Linked DNA regions of Mus musculus: regions 1, 2, 4 and 5 are each linked to region 3. A link is a contact called in public HiChIP or PLAC-seq and promoter capture Hi-C data. All regions are on one chromosome and are shown on one strand. Each heading gives the region's core, a stretch centred on a gene start, on an enhancer-like site or on the middle of the called end of the contact. The rest is flanking DNA. Distances are from core to core; before and after follow the strand shown. Region 1 holds the start of Cldn19 (claudin 19). Region 2 holds the start of Ipo13 (importin 13). Region 3 holds the start of Cdc20 (cell division cycle 20). Region 4 has its middle 8.4 kb from the start of Gm12865. Region 5 overlaps Slc2a1 (solute carrier family 2 (facilitated glucose transporter), member 1).

The links. Promoter capture Hi-C pulls out the DNA fragments that hold promoters and counts their contacts. HiChIP or PLAC-seq counts read pairs in DNA pulled down with a chosen protein or histone mark.
Region 1: a contact with region 3 is called in an H3K4me3 HiChIP or PLAC-seq map of embryonic stem cells, with 7 read pairs. The contact joins the promoter of Cldn19 here to the promoter of Cdc20 in region 3. A contact is called at or near these places in 3 of 39 promoter capture datasets (cranial neural crest, embryonic stem cells and hippocampal neurons) and 2 of 115 datasets of contacts at active chromatin or transcription factors (bone marrow-derived macrophages and embryonic stem cells).
Region 2: a contact with region 3 is called in an H3K4me3 HiChIP or PLAC-seq map of embryonic stem cells, with 11 read pairs. The contact joins the promoter of Ipo13 here to the promoter of Cdc20 in region 3. A contact is called at or near these places in 12 of 39 promoter capture datasets (the C10 cell line, the HPC-7 cell line, embryonic stem cells and 7 more), 3 of 484 Hi-C or Micro-C datasets (B cells and CD4 T cells), 8 of 115 datasets of contacts at active chromatin or transcription factors (bone marrow-derived dendritic cells, bone marrow-derived macrophages, differentiating embryonic stem cells and 4 more) and 3 of 9 other capture datasets (adipose tissue, liver and pancreatic islet).
Region 4: a contact with region 3 is called in a promoter capture Hi-C map of fetal liver, with 2.9 times the contacts expected there. The contact joins the enhancer-like site here to the promoter of Cdc20 in region 3. A contact is called at or near these places in 4 of 39 promoter capture datasets (the C10 cell line, fetal liver, hippocampal neurons and 1 more), 2 of 484 Hi-C or Micro-C datasets (embryonic stem cells and myocytes) and 3 of 115 datasets of contacts at active chromatin or transcription factors (embryonic forebrain, embryonic stem cells and stem cell-derived neural progenitor cells).
Region 5: a contact with region 3 is called in an H3K27ac HiChIP or PLAC-seq map of microglia, with 4 times the contacts expected there. The contact joins the enhancer-like site here to the promoter of Cdc20 in region 3. A contact is called at or near these places in 5 of 39 promoter capture datasets (cranial neural crest, embryonic stem cells and hippocampal neurons), 4 of 484 Hi-C or Micro-C datasets (CD4 T cells, CD8 T cells, Th1 cells and 1 more), 6 of 115 datasets of contacts at active chromatin or transcription factors (cardiomyocytes, effector CD8 T cells, embryonic stem cells and 3 more) and 2 of 9 other capture datasets (embryonic stem cells and pancreatic islet).

What each region holds. Positions count from the first base shown.
Region 1 is chr4:119,254,111-119,256,810 of GRCm38.p6, forward strand. Cldn19 (claudin 19) reads left to right here and starts at 1,359. Exons shown (of 5, transcript NM_001038590.1): 1 at 1,359-1,685. The coding sequence starts at 1,463. All of the region lies in intron 1 of Gm12927 (a long non-coding RNA gene), which reads right to left.
Region 2 is chr4:117,913,654-117,916,353 of GRCm38.p6, forward strand. It overlaps Ipo13 (importin 13), which reads right to left and starts at 1,346. Exons shown (of 20, transcript NM_146152.3): 1 at 635-1,346. The coding sequence starts at 718.
Region 3 is chr4:118,435,995-118,438,694 of GRCm38.p6, forward strand. It overlaps Cdc20 (cell division cycle 20), which reads right to left and starts at 1,349. Exons shown (of 10, transcript NM_023223.2): 1 at 947-1,349; 2 at 700-848; 3 at 516-612; 4 at 266-394; 5 at 1-171. The coding sequence starts at 1,127.
Region 4 is chr4:119,005,128-119,007,827 of GRCm38.p6, forward strand. No RefSeq gene overlaps it. Among named protein-coding and RNA genes, the nearest start is that of Gm12865, 8.4 kb to the left of the region's middle. Within about 2 kb of position 1,409, at least 26 of the 459 cell types and tissues checked have an H3K27ac peak or open chromatin away from gene starts, as enhancers often do. A contact at or near this core is called in fetal liver, where this site is marked.
Region 5 is chr4:119,124,888-119,127,587 of GRCm38.p6, forward strand. All of the region lies in intron 2 of Slc2a1 (solute carrier family 2 (facilitated glucose transporter), member 1), which reads left to right. Among named protein-coding and RNA genes, the nearest start is that of Gm12867, 5.9 kb to the right of the region's middle. Within about 2 kb of position 1,289, at least 233 of the 459 cell types and tissues checked have an H3K27ac peak or open chromatin away from gene starts, as enhancers often do. A contact at or near this core is called in CD8 T cells, Th1 cells, effector CD8 T cells and 2 more, where this site is marked.

The DNA.
Region 1 (2,700 bases), core at 109-2,608, 820 kb after region 3:
CATAGGCTTGCCATTGTCTGAGAGTGCCAGGCACCCACGTGAGGAATGTAAGGCAGCAGGCTGGGGGTTTGTCCCTGCTGTGGGGGTTGAAGGTGTGGGGGAGGAAGCTGGCCATGTTGCAGCTCAGGAAAGGCAGTGGGATGGATGCAGGGGATGTAAGAGAGGTGGCTGGGAGGCTGGAGCGGGAGCAGGGGTGTGACATTCCTCCTGCACCCATGCCAAGCCTGTGGGGCTGAAATGAACGTGAGAGGATTGCTAATGAGACCCAGGGGAGTTAAACATTCCCTGCTCCCGAGGGCTGAGTGAGAAGGGGCGGGCAGGGGTCTAGGAGCGGTGAGCCTGAACCCCAGGAATGCACAGAGGCCCCTGCCCCTGCCAGGCTGTTCTGGAGCTAGGGGCCAGGGCCTGCTGTCTCAGGTCCCAGCAGGAGCTGCTGAACCAGCCAGCAAAGGGATTAACTGGCTGAGCAGTTCTTCTTCCTCCAAGTTCAGGACAGATGCTGGCGCAGATCTCCCCAGCTCCCCACCACGTCCTGAGGCTGGCAGACAGCTACCACTGGCCCAGTTACTGTGGGTCCCTCTTCTGACTCCTCAGATCGCAGACAGACCCCATAGCACATCTTCCCTGCTTTGGCCTCTCCCATTTTGATAGACATGGTTTCCAGGTACCTAGGACTCTTCTCCCCAGCAGCTCATATTTAACTGAGTCTCTGCACATCTGGCCTTAAAGCCCTGATCCAAAACTAACTCCAGGGGATCTAGGTCAGTGGTAGAGTGCTTGCCTAGCATGTACAACAAAGCCTGGTTTCCATACCCAGCACACACACACACACACACACACACACACACACACACACAGAGAGAGAGAGAGAGAGAGAGAGAGAGAGGAAGAGAGAGAGAGAGAGAGAGAGAGAGAACTCTATAGTTTTTTCCTGCTGTAACTAAAATTTCTTTCTTTTTCTGTCCTCAAGTCAGTGGGCAAGAAACCGCCGCTTCAGATCAGGCACTGAAGCACAGCAAAGCCATCCACTGAGCTGGTGCTGGGGAAGGGATTAGGAGAATCCCAGAGCACTGGAATCACTCCTAAAGGGGTTTCCCTGGTTAAAAGGGGGAAGAGTCACTCCTCCTAGCCCCTCCCTTCCTTACTATTGAGACAGGGAGGGCAGGGGTACCCCAGCTTGGATCCTAGGTTCTACCCTCCACTCCCAAGAAACTGGGCGAAAAGAGCTCTGCTGGGGACTGTCTGTGGGCGGGTTTTGGCCTTTTCCAGCCCCAAGGCCGCCCCCTGCATTCTGGAATCAGCAGCCACTGCCTCTGCTGGCCAGCCAGCCATCCCCTCTCCTCCTCTCCTCCTGTGCCACTTAGCTCCCCTTTTCCGGCTGTTCCTCTTACCATGACCACAACGCTCCTCCACACCCTGGCCCATCTCTGAGTCCTGGAACTCTCAGACTCCTACCTGGGCCATGGCCAACTCGGGCCTCCAGCTCCTGGGCTACTTCCTAGCCTTGGGCGGCTGGGTGGGCATCATCGCCAGCACTGCCCTGCCACAGTGGAAGCAGTCTTCCTATGCAGGCGATGCCATCATCACTGCCGTGGGCCTCTACGAAGGGCTGTGGATGTCTTGCGCCTCTCAGAGCACCGGGCAGGTGCAATGCAAACTCTACGATTCACTCCTGGCCCTGGACGGTAGGCCTCCGGTGGGAGCCGGGGAGGGGGCACTGACGGGGCACTGACTGGGCTGGGGAGGTTGTCGGCAAGCTTTTTCACAGCCTGTCCTTAGTGCTGGGTGGCACACTCCAGCCCCTGTGGGAGTCCCTAACTTCTGTCCTGTGTACACCGGAGAGTCCAGGCCAGTCAGGTCTCTAGGCTCTGAGGAGGCAGGAACACAAGAAGCTGGCAGCCTGGGCTCCCGGTCCTAATACCCACTCATTCAACCCTTGCGTTCTAATGTTCTCCTGTGTAACCAGGCCATTAATACACAGGGCATGGGAGGGTGGACTGAGATGAGGGTCTGGTTTCATAAGCCTGTTATCATTCTCCACTCCTCTTCTCTCCATATTCCATATTGACAGATATGTTTACACACACACACCGACACACACACACACACACACACACACACACGGACACACACACACACACGGACACACACACACACAGAGTCAGACACCATTACAGCTCTGACCTTGGGGACCATCGCACTTGCACTCCGACAGGGCTCAAAGTAGAGCCCACACAGTCAGTCCCACTCACACTGGTCCAGACAAACCACTGGCCTGCCTCCCTCAGGGATCTAAGTCTCCTGCTGCCTGGGGCCTAGAACTGACCAATACACTCCCAAAGAAAAAAGCATAGGATTCCATGATTGACAGGGACGATTGACAGGGTTGCTGCTGGGAACCAAGCTGGGTTTAGCTGGTTCTCAGGCACTTTCAGCTCTACCTCTGGTGATCCTGAGTGATACTCTGCCCCATCTCCTGCTGCTTGATTGAGGGTGTACCAGACCCAGGAGAAAGGAGCCAGTCAGGGCCGGTGGGAAACGGGGTCAGCAGTGACAATGACCTCACTCTGCCCCCTCTCCTCAAACACTCATTGTCTCTTCTCACAAGCAGGCAAGTGCTCAGGCCTCTTCAGGCTTCTACCCAAGCCCTTCCACGCCAGCTTCCTCTCATTTCAGGTCTAACACCTCCATTTTGCACCC
Region 2 (2,700 bases), core at 96-2,595, 520 kb before region 3:
GTGGGCAGGTAAGGAAGGAAGGGCCCTGTAAAGTTGCCAGCAGAGCCAAGCCCCTTGGACCCAGCACAAAACAAGAGAGCCAGGCACACTCCTGCCTGTCCAGGACCGGTTTGACTTCCATCCAATAAGGAAAAGACCCTTTCTGAAGATAAATGAACATATAACTCAGACGGGTTTAGCTCCAGATATCTTTGTGAGCCTTTGACTGAAAAAAAGTGAGTCGGGTCCAGGATCATTCAGCATCCGTGTGGTTTCTAACGTGGGGGTGGGGGTGGCTGAGTGGCAGGTCTTGTGAGTTTCTGGTTCCCTCCAGAACTCCGCCTGCTTTTCTCCTGGATCTGGGCAGGAGCCGATTTGGTTATAAGTCTAAACCCTTCAGCACCCTACAGGGAACAACCTAAGATCCTAGAGTATCTATCCGAAAGGGGACCTGTGTCTACAGAAAGCCCAAAATAGCCCATTAGGCACTGCAACACTGCTGTCCAAGCCGGCTGCCCAAGAGAGATGGTAAATACCAGGTGCTCTGGGGGCATCATCCCAGCGGGCACTGAGCCCGCGTCTGAGCTTTGGCATTAGTGTCAGTCCCCAGAACTTCTGCTCTGTCACTGGAGTGCCCACCCCAAGGCCCTCATACCTTCTCCACGTTCTCCACAGTGAAGTCCAAGGCTGGTGCTGCTCCAGCCCCTGCAGCCCCCAGCTGCTCCTCCCGCCGCTCCATCTTTGCTCCCTGCCTGGCAGGGAGGTGGACCCTGATCTCTTTCTTGCCCCAGCCCTTTGGCTGTCGGCCCCCTGCTAGACCCCGGCTTGAGTACCCGGGAGGTGGTGGGATGAGGGGATGCCCAGGGCGGGCATGGCTGCCGAGGCCTGCCCACCTCGTTTGGAGGGGGAGTGGGTTGCAGAGGTCAAAAGATGTGCTCTTCGGAAAGGGACCCGCTAAGGCGGCTCCCAGAAGGGAGGCGTCCGTGAGGTACTCCCAGACAAGGGTCCTAGTGGGAGGTCACAGCTCTGTCCCTTGAATCAAAAGTCATAGGGGAGGGAGGCCTATAGGGGAAACAGAGGCCCTGGCCCGTGAGGGGTCACAGAATCAACGGCCTGTACCCATAACACCCCAGTCTGGACGAGCTTCTAGATGCTATGAGGTCAGGGGGGCTGGGAGATCACCCGGGAGAGAGCCCTTCGCGAGATACGGAGACGTCCAAGGAAGCACGGGATTGCAGTTTCGTGAGTCTGGGGCAGAGTCGGTAGAGTTGGGGGACTGAGATAGGTCCCCTCCGTTCGCCTGGCCCGCGATCTGTTCGCCTCCCGGCGTTGGCCCCGCTACGGTCGCTGCCTCCGCCCCAGTGACTGACAGACAGGCCGGCCCGGCCGGGACGGGGCGGGGACCTCAGCAAGACTCGGGCTGTCCCGAGCGCCTGTCGCCAGTACCACCAACTTAGGCCCCCACCCACGCTTGTCCTGGCCCGGCACGGCCAAGCACATCGAGACACGGCACGGCGGAACTACGCGGAAACTCATTCCGGGTCTTTGGCCCTGTCCTCGTGCTAGCTCGCGCGCCCCCGAACAGGCGACGGAACGGCACACCGCCAGGGGCCCCTGCCTGAAGCAAGGACCCGCCTCTATGCACCCTGGGAAATGTAGTTTTCGTCGGACCGGAAGGTGGCTCCTGAGGAGGGAGGCTTGGAGCACGTGGGTTGGGGGTCCTATGGAACCCTATCCTATTCTCGGCTTAGGGCAGAGGACCATCTTGCTCAGTCACATTGCCTAGGAGTGCAACTCTTGCGAAGACGTGATTCATGGGGCCTTTGGGTGGAGTTGGAAGCCAAGAATGGAGGGGAGAGGGTCACGTTTGGTCGGCGCTCAGGCACAGGGAACTGGTTGTGTTGGTGACCATCAGCACCCGCTAAAGAAGAGGAAAGATAGGAGTTACTTGGTGCCCCACAATTAAAAAAAAAAAAAAAAGCACTGTGGATCTGCTCGGGAGCAACCGGGAAATCATATTATTCTGCGCGCGCGCGTGTATGTGTGTGTGAAACGAGGAGGAGAAGGGAAATCGTTAAGGTTTTCATTATGTTTCAAGTAAGAATAGCTCATGGCTTTACCTTAGGTTTTGTTCTCTCTCTATTCTGCTGTGGCGGGTTGGTTTGTTTTGAGATGGAGTCTCTTGCCTTGGGGTGGGGAGTGTACCTCTTTAATCCCAGCACTCCCGGGATTACAGGAGTGTGCCACCAAGATGGGTGTCTGAAGTGCTGTGCCTCCCGCGCACCCTGTCAACTGAACCACATCCTCCACCTTCTTTGTTTTCAAGCGGGGATCTCACTATGTAGCCCGGGCTTGAGTGGGTATTTTTATTCATTGTCTTCAGCTAAAATGGGGAAATTGAGGTTGGAGGAAGGCAAGCCCTGCTCCCAGCAGGCACTTCCTCTCCATGCTCAACTTTTTCTTTCCTTGACTCCTGTCAGCAGGAAAGGAAATGATTTCAAACAGAAGGATCTTTCTTTTTCTTTTCTTTTCTTTTTTTCCAAGACAGGGTTTCTCTGTGAGGCCCTGGCTATCTTGAAACTCTGTAGACCAGGCTGGCTTCCAGCTCACCGAAACCCACTTGTGTCTGCTTCCAAAGTGCTAGAATTAAAGTTATGTACCACCATGCCCAGCCTAAAACTTTTTTTTTTTAGATAAATTATATTAAGCTCAATTTGGGCT
Region 3 (2,700 bases), core at 99-2,598:
CAGCTAGGTAGTTGCCCTCCTTGATCCAGGCCACCGAGGATATGTAGTCTCCAGGCTGCTCCATTTGCAACAACTGCAGGATGTCACCAGAACCAGCGTTCCATAAGTACACACTGTTGTCCAGTGCCACAGCCAATACATTTCCAGAGCTCCAATCTACAAGATTCAGGTCTGCCAGGGGAAGGAAGAAAACATGAGGTCCTTTGTTGGACTGGTCCATTCCTAGGCCATCTTTCTCCATCCGCAAAGACAACAGTGCACTCACAGTAGTCATTCCGGATTTCGGGGGCATCAAGGATCCTGTCTGGCAGAGAAGGGATGTATCTGCAAGTCTTCCTGCTGGAGCCAGGCGTGGCTTTCTGACTGTACAGTACTTTCAGTCTGTTCTGGTAGCCTGTGGCAAGAGAGTGGGTCTAGACTTGGAAACTGATACCCATCCACATGTGGAAAAGCAGCCACATGTCTCCCCTTAGGAAGGACTGACACCAGCCTCGATGATGTCACTCACTCCTTACCTTCTGGGGCATTCTGAGGTTTGCCGCTGAGCCTGAGGATCTTGGCTTCCTCCACATCAAAACCGTTCAGGTTGAGAGACCAGGCTTTCTGATGCTCCTGAAATACACGGCAAGTGAGGGGAGGAAGACCGGTATCAGCCAGGGGACAGACACCTCAAGTCTCATGACCCCTGTGGAATCATACCTTTTTGGTGGGCGTCCCCCTGTCTTCCGGCTGGTTTTCCTTGCTTAAGAGGAAGCTGGCCACCTCCATTTGAGAAGCACTGCGTTGGGGGATAAAGCGGTCACCTCCAGGTTTGCTAGGGGTGGTCTGAACCTTGGAACTAGATTTGCCTGGGGGCAGGGAGAGAGAAGTCAGACAGCCTGACGAGGCTCCCGGAGGGAGCATGAAGACGGACTCTCAGCGATTCCAGCTCCCTCCACCCACTCACCAGGAGTTCGGCCCGGGGTCCGCCCGGCGCTGTGTGATCTGTTGGCGGCCCGCATGGGCGAGGGGGCTGGGCCTGTGGCTTCCTTTGCTTTGCGCTGCCAGCGCGCAACCGGGGCATTGGGGATGGGTGCGTCCAGTTGAAGCAGTGAGTGCAAATCGCTCTCGAACACGAACTGCGCCATGGCACCGCTACCGGGGCGAAAGGCGACCAAGCGCGATCCTCGCCGGGCTCCTGGGCTCCGCCTGCCACAGCTCGCAGCAGCCCGGTCCCTCTCCGTACTCAGCTCTCCCGAACACAAACCCCCAGCTCCTCGCAGCGCGTCAGTGCGCCTGCCGAACGCGTTCTTTTCCAGACAAGCTAAGGACACGCCGGACTGTTGTTCTTAAACTCTCCGCTGCTAGCGTTCATTGGCTCCTTCAAAACCCAACTGTCTTAACCGTCGCCCTTGCCGATTGGTCGCTACACTGAAGAGGGCCGGGTCTTCCGGGAGCAAATCTCACGAGAGTGCGACGACCAAGCATTTGGAAGGAAATCCCGAACCCATCTCTGGGAGCCTTCGTCCCTGCCCGAATCGGAGCCCGAATCGGAACACGGGGGCGGGTCCCGCACAGTTAGTCCTCGGGATCCGCTCTCTGCCGGCCATCTCTCTGGGTTGGGCCCGGCAGTTAGAGCATCTGGGAATCTTTGAAAGGTCACATCGAAGCCTGTGGGTGGTACTTAGGTCACACGTTCACACATACACACATTCTCTCTCTCTCTCTCTCTCTCTCTCTCTCTCTCTCTCTCTCTCTCTCTCTCTCTCTCTCTCTCACACACACACACACACACAGAGAGAGAGAGAGAGAGAGAGAGAGAGAGAGAGAGAGAGAGAGAGAGAGAGAGAAACTCAACCTCAACCCGGAGGACCCAGTTGGTTAGAGACGGTGGGGAGGTGGCAGTCTGAATGGGGAGGGCGCCTGAAACCCTGCTAGGAAGGAAGTATGCGGACCAGTGTGGGGTTCTGCAAACACAAAGTGAGAGGAAGGGGTGTGTGTGTCAAAACAATGATCAGAATTCCAGCCTTTCGTCGTGAAGATTAGGTTAGGCTGTTCTTGGGGACATCACATCCTGTGGAGGACTCCCGTGGGACTTAGGATTCTTCAGAGACCTAGAGATCTCCTTACCCCCGTTGCACATAATCTGCCAGAGCGACACCCATTTTGTTTGTTTCAGACAAGGGTCTCACTATGCAGTCCGGGCTGGCCTGGAATTCACCTTGTAGAAAAAACTGCCCTGGATCTCAGAGATGCGGTGGAATTTAAGGCGTGTGCCACCACGCTGGGCCAAGAACCTGGTTATGCTGATAGAAAAACCAAGGTGCAATACAAGAAATTAGCCCAAGGTCATAAAAAGAGGTTGGTAAGAATCCAGGTCTGGGGCCTGGAGAGATGCCTCAGTTAGAACTTCTTGCTCTTCCACGGGAAGAAAATTTGGTTTTGTCAGGCAGCGCACAACTACCTCTAACTCCAGCTCCAGGGCATCGATGCCCTCTTATGGAACCAGCATACAGATGGCACACAAACACACCCCTCCTCCCCGATAAAAATAAATTATTTTAAAGCGGAAAGGAGGTTAGAAAGATGATGGCTTAGCTGTTATCGCTAGATGCTCTTCCAGATTACCTAGGGTTCAGTTCCCGGCGCCCAATATAGGTATTCAAGATCTATTACTGTAGTCCCAGGGGATCCAGTGCCTTCCCTGGCCTCTGCCAGCAT
Region 4 (2,700 bases), core at 159-2,658, 570 kb after region 3:
GCAGATTGCTACTCTTCCCTTCCAGGGTGACCAACACTCACCAGCAGAGGGCGGCAACTCCCCACTCATGGTCTGATCTTGCCTTCAGTTTTAGAAACCTGGGTTTCAATCCCTACTAACCAACTTTACTCTTTGATTAGAGAACCTTCTCTCTCCAAACTGTGGTTTTCCTGTCTGGAATATGCAACCAAAAAAAAAAAGGAACTGATCTCCACGAGGTTAATGATATGATACAGATAAACAGCAAAGTGTTTTCCAAACATTCACTCTTCAACATCAAACAATGGGTCTGATTTGATTCAATTCTCACCAGTCCTCAGCAGGCAAGAGATAAAAAAAAAATATGGTTCCCATTTTTCAGATGAAGAAACTGAGGCTCAAATGAGTTCCACAAGACCCGAAGACTCATGAGGCAAGGAGCAGTTTCACACTGAATCTCTACAGACTCCATGGTTTATGGTGATGGAAGTTGGCCTTGAGAAATTCCTCCATAACCCTTCTGAGACCCTAGGGTCCCAAGCCCATGCACACTGAGCTCCCAGACCAGTGGCCCTGTTGTCCCCACCTCCTCATTACTCTGCTCAAAAGTGCTTGAGTGGGCTCTCACCTGTGAGCCTCGTTCCCCTGACTGTACAAGGGACCTTCCTCAAGGACTGACTATGGCTGAGGGAAAGCATTTGCTGCATCAAACAGGGTTCAGAAACAGCAGGCACATGTGGCTCAGACCAGGCGTGGTGGCACAGGCCAAAAATCTCAGCACTCAAGAGGCAGGAGGACTGTGTGCTTGAGGCTAAATAGAGATCTGTCTCAAAAAATATAGTAGCTGGGCTGAGAGGAGGCAGCACATGCCTTTGAGGCCAGCACTTGGAAGGCAGAGGCAGGCAGATCTCTGCGAGTCGGAAGCCAGCCTACAGGTCTACAGAGTGAGTTCCAGAACAGCTCAGGCTGCACCGAGAAACCCTATCTCCAAAGAACAAAACAAAGAAACAAAACCGTGAGAGGTGACTCAGTAGTTAAGAGTGGTTGCTGTTCAGTCATAAGGACCAGAATTCGGAATCTAGCACTCGCATTGGGTAGCTCTCTACTACCTGGGACCTGAGGCCTGCTTCTGCCTAGAATGCTCTAGAATTCTCCAGTGACCACGTTTTACTGCTATGGCCACAGCAAGCAATTCGCATGTGCATTACATTGCTTTCCATTTCCCACATAAATAAATTTCTGTTATTGTTTGTTTGTGTGTATGTATGTATGTATGTATGTATGTATGATAATGAAATTTGTCCACTTTGCTGTGACTTTGTACAAGCCATTTAGCTGTATTGAGCCATAGTCCCTCCGTCTGAGCTATCTGGGCAGCATGAGCCTTCCCCACCTCACCTGGAGGCTCAAAGTCTTGCAGCCTCCACCCATCCCCTAGGCCTCAGGCAAGCTTCTGGGCAGAGGTGAGCCCTGCCTTCTGCCTCACTTCTCTCACTGCCCTCAAGTCTCCTCAGCTGGCCGCAGCTTGGTTTTTTGCCTCCCTCTACAAACAGGATTCCACTGAAGTCTCTATCTTGTCTCTTTAGCTCTCAAAGCTCTTCAGACTGGGGCTGTCCAAGTGTTCCTTCCTTTCCTTCTCCACAAGGTCTCTCTGTGTAGCCTTGACTGGCGTGGAGCCTCCTGTGTAGACTAAGCTGTCCTCAAAACTCACAGAGACCCACTTGTCTCTGCCTGCCGAGTGCAGGGAGGAAGGGCACGCTCCACCACACCCAGCGGTCCTCCTCGAAACCTAGGGACCAAGTGTCCTTGGTTACAGTCACCCAGGTTTCCTCCGCCCCCTCTGACCGCCGCTCTGATCCTGTGGAAGAGGACCTGGGGCCCTTTCCTGTCTCTTCATTCCCTTTGGATAACGTCAACCCAACCTACACCGCCCAGCACCGGAGAGGCTCCTGCTCCGGTGTCAGCCCCACCTGCCTGGAGCCCTGGGCCTGGTAGTGAACGTGGATAAGGTCCGAGCTCTCTGGAACATAACAGGCTTCCTAGGTTGTGGCCACCCAGAGCCAAAACCCAAGGCCACTCAGTGGGAGTTTTCTTCCCACTTTCAGGCAGCTCCCAAGCCCCCTGAGGACTTCCCTAGCCCTTTATTCCATTCATTCAGAGATATAATTATGGACCAGCAGACACTCCACTCCGGGGACCAGCTTCCTTCTGGCCCCTGGTTTTGTTTTGTCCCTCTGGACCTCTGGACTAGTCAAAAATATAGGAGGTAGGAGTGGTTGGTTGGTTGGTTGGTTGGTTGGTTAGTTGGTTGGTTGGTTTGGGGGTTGTATTTTGGGTTTTGGCTTTGTTTTAAAGATTTACTTTTAGTTTATGTGTATTCTGTGTGCATGGGTGTAAGTGCACCGTGTGTATACAGAGGCTGAGGAGGCCAAAAGGAAATGTCAGAAATACCCTGGAACTGGAGATACAACAGATTGCTAGCCACATGGCAGTGCTGGGACCCAGATCTGGGCCCTCTGCAGGAACAGCAAACACTTCTAACACGGAGCCATCATGTCTCCACACCCTTGCTTTGTTTTGTTTTGGTTTTGAGACAAGGCCTCAGTTTTGAAACAAGTTCTCAGGTAGCCAAGGCTTACCTCAGACTTAGTCTACAGCTGAGGATGACCTTGACCCTTGACCTTCAGAGTCTCCAGCCTCCTGCTGGGACTGCAGGCATGT
Region 5 (2,700 bases), core at 39-2,538, 690 kb after region 3:
CTTGATGAGGGGTAGGACCAAGCACCCTGGAGAAAGGCATTTCTGGAACCCAGAGGCTGCTGGGAGGAGCCTGATGTTAGCTCAGCCCTTCTTATTTGACAAGGGAGGATCCTGGTGTGCAGAGGAAGTGAGGCCTTGCCCTAAGTGACCTGGCCTGGCCAGTGACAGAAATAACCTCAGTTGAGAACCTGCCTCCCACCCCTAGCCCAGCACCTCTGGGGCTGAGCTACTCTAAGCTCGAGACCAGCCTCTTATCTCTCTGGGGATGCCAACAGCCATAGTGCTGTCCACCACACAAACCCTTACAGCTTTCTTTTTCTCCTCTAGGTATTCTAAGTGCCTTAAAGGTGGTCCTTCAGTTGTTCTCATGATAACCTCGCTAAGTAGGCCCCATAACCTCCATTTTGTAAGAAAGAAGCACAGAGATGTGATGAAACTACACCAAGGACACACAGCTAGCACAGAGCAGAGCTGGAGTTTAAATCCAGGGGGTCTGGTTCTGTTGTATGCTCTGTGCTCAACCTTTGGGAGACAGGCACTGAGCAATGGGGGTGGATTTTCTCTTTCTCTTTCTCTTCTTCCCCTCTCTCTCCCTCTTACTGTCCCCCTTCCCCTCCCTCTCCCTCGTGTCCTTCCCTCTCCCTGCCTCTCCCTCTCCTTCCCTCTCCCTCTCCTTTCTTTCTTCCCCTACTTCTGTCCCTGGACCCTTGCTCACACTTGTTGCACTGCTGGCCCACTCCCACTGTGCTGAGCTCAGAGCTGAGTCAAGTCCGGTCATGTACAGATCTATCTCAAGAACTTCCCACACAATAGTTACGCAATTCCTCACGCCGTCACAGCCCGTCATTGCAAGCCCCCCCTTGTTCCCTGCACCCAGCAGCAGTGACACTCAAATCAGACCATGTTGAAGTCTGCTCTTGATCATAGTGTCTTCTAGTCAGCTGTTCAAAGACCGCAATAGAAACATGGACGGGCACAGTAGGGCAGAGGTGGCAGTTGGCCCTAATGATGTTTTTCAACCTTAGCACCACGGGTACTTTGCACTGGACAGCCCTTTGGTATTTATTGTGATGGGCTGTCCTGTATTCAGTAGTAGGATGCCAGCAGCCAGTGTGACCGCAGGCACTGTAGACATACTTTGATGGAGGAGGGGTGCTGGCCAGGGGAACTTCCCAGAGGGGAACTGCATTCCCTGAAAGGTGATCAAATAGAAGGAAAGAGCAGTCTGAGATGTGGGTGTTACTGTCTGCCCAGAGGATATGAGTCAGAGTGCTGCTGAAGAAACTCTTCATCCTGAGGGCTGAGGTGGCCCTGGCTGCTGGGCTGCCACAGTGAGGTGAAGCTCTCTCTGTGTCTGTGTGAGAAGCCCCTCCAGGCTGTAGAGCAGGGAAGGGACCCACTAGCCAGGGCAGAGAGGCCTGTCCTTGGTGAGGAAGAAGACCAATTCTAGACTCTGAAGCATCCTTCACTGCTGCTGCTGCTCTCAGCTTTAACCTGAGCCTCTTCCTTTAGGTTTCAGAGGGGGCTCTGGAGATGCAGCGGGTGGGACTGTCCAGCCCCACCTGCAACATCTGGCCCTGGGTTCATAGCTGACTCTCAGGTGTGGTTGCACTGTTATAGAGACATCTGAGCTCTGGGCTGAGCTGAGGGAAAGAGGTTCAGGGGCCTAGCAAAGATGAGAGGCTGGGAGTACGGGTCAAGACCAGACTGAGAGACAGCTGGACAATTTGACCCTTTCCTCCTTGTAAGAGAGAGGGAAGATGGTGGGCCTATAAGAAGGGCCATATCCCCACAGAACATGGGGGAAGAGCTGAGGGGATCACTCTGGGATGGGAGAGAAGATTCAGGCCCGGAAGCAGAATATCCAAGGATAGGTACTGGGAGGAGCCAGAGGTCCCCAAACACAGCTCTGCCGCAGTCTCAAATCCTGGGTCAGTTCAGCAGGGTGGCCAGGCTAGCCAGCACCCCATGTGGCCTGTAAGCCTTTCACATGTTGAAAGGGTTGAAAGAAAAGCAAGTGACAGAGGCTGTATGTGGCTTCAGACTTAGCCTTCCTATGAATGTTTCCTCACATGGCTCTGGGTCACTCACCCTTCCTGAGGTGGGGGAGCCACTTATCAAAAACCCAAGAGCCCAGGGCTTCTGCTCTCGGGGGCCACAGAACCTTAGGGTTTCTGAGTCAAGCCCTAGTTCCCTCAGGTTCTTCTTGCCCCATATAGCTTACATAGCCCCTGGCAATGTAAGCCGGGAACCCTATCTCAGTGCTCCCCTGTGGTTTAGGGTTTTTGGTTTTTGTTTTTAATTTTGATTGTTTTTGCTGCTCTGAGGCTTGAGCAGAGGTCCTGGTGTGCTAAGTGGTCACACCTTAGGTCACACCTTAGATCCCCTCCCTCTTGCTTCTCTCTGAAAGGTGGCTTCTCTCCTGGGGAGCACAAATGGCATCAATAACGCCTTATTCTGTGAGCAGGCTACGTGTTCTGCCTCACATCCCTTTACAGACACCACCCTGCCACCACAGAGAGGAAGTGCTCACTTCCTCTGTAGAGAGCAGGCATCGCACACACAGTTGCCTGGGTCTTAGGATTTCCAAGAAGCTCTTGGGCATGTGCAGGTCCCCCGCCTCACTAAGGGAACAGGTAGTGTGGAGTAGCTCTTTTTTGCAAGCTGTCCCAGCCCAGGGACCTCAGCTGCACAGAGCCA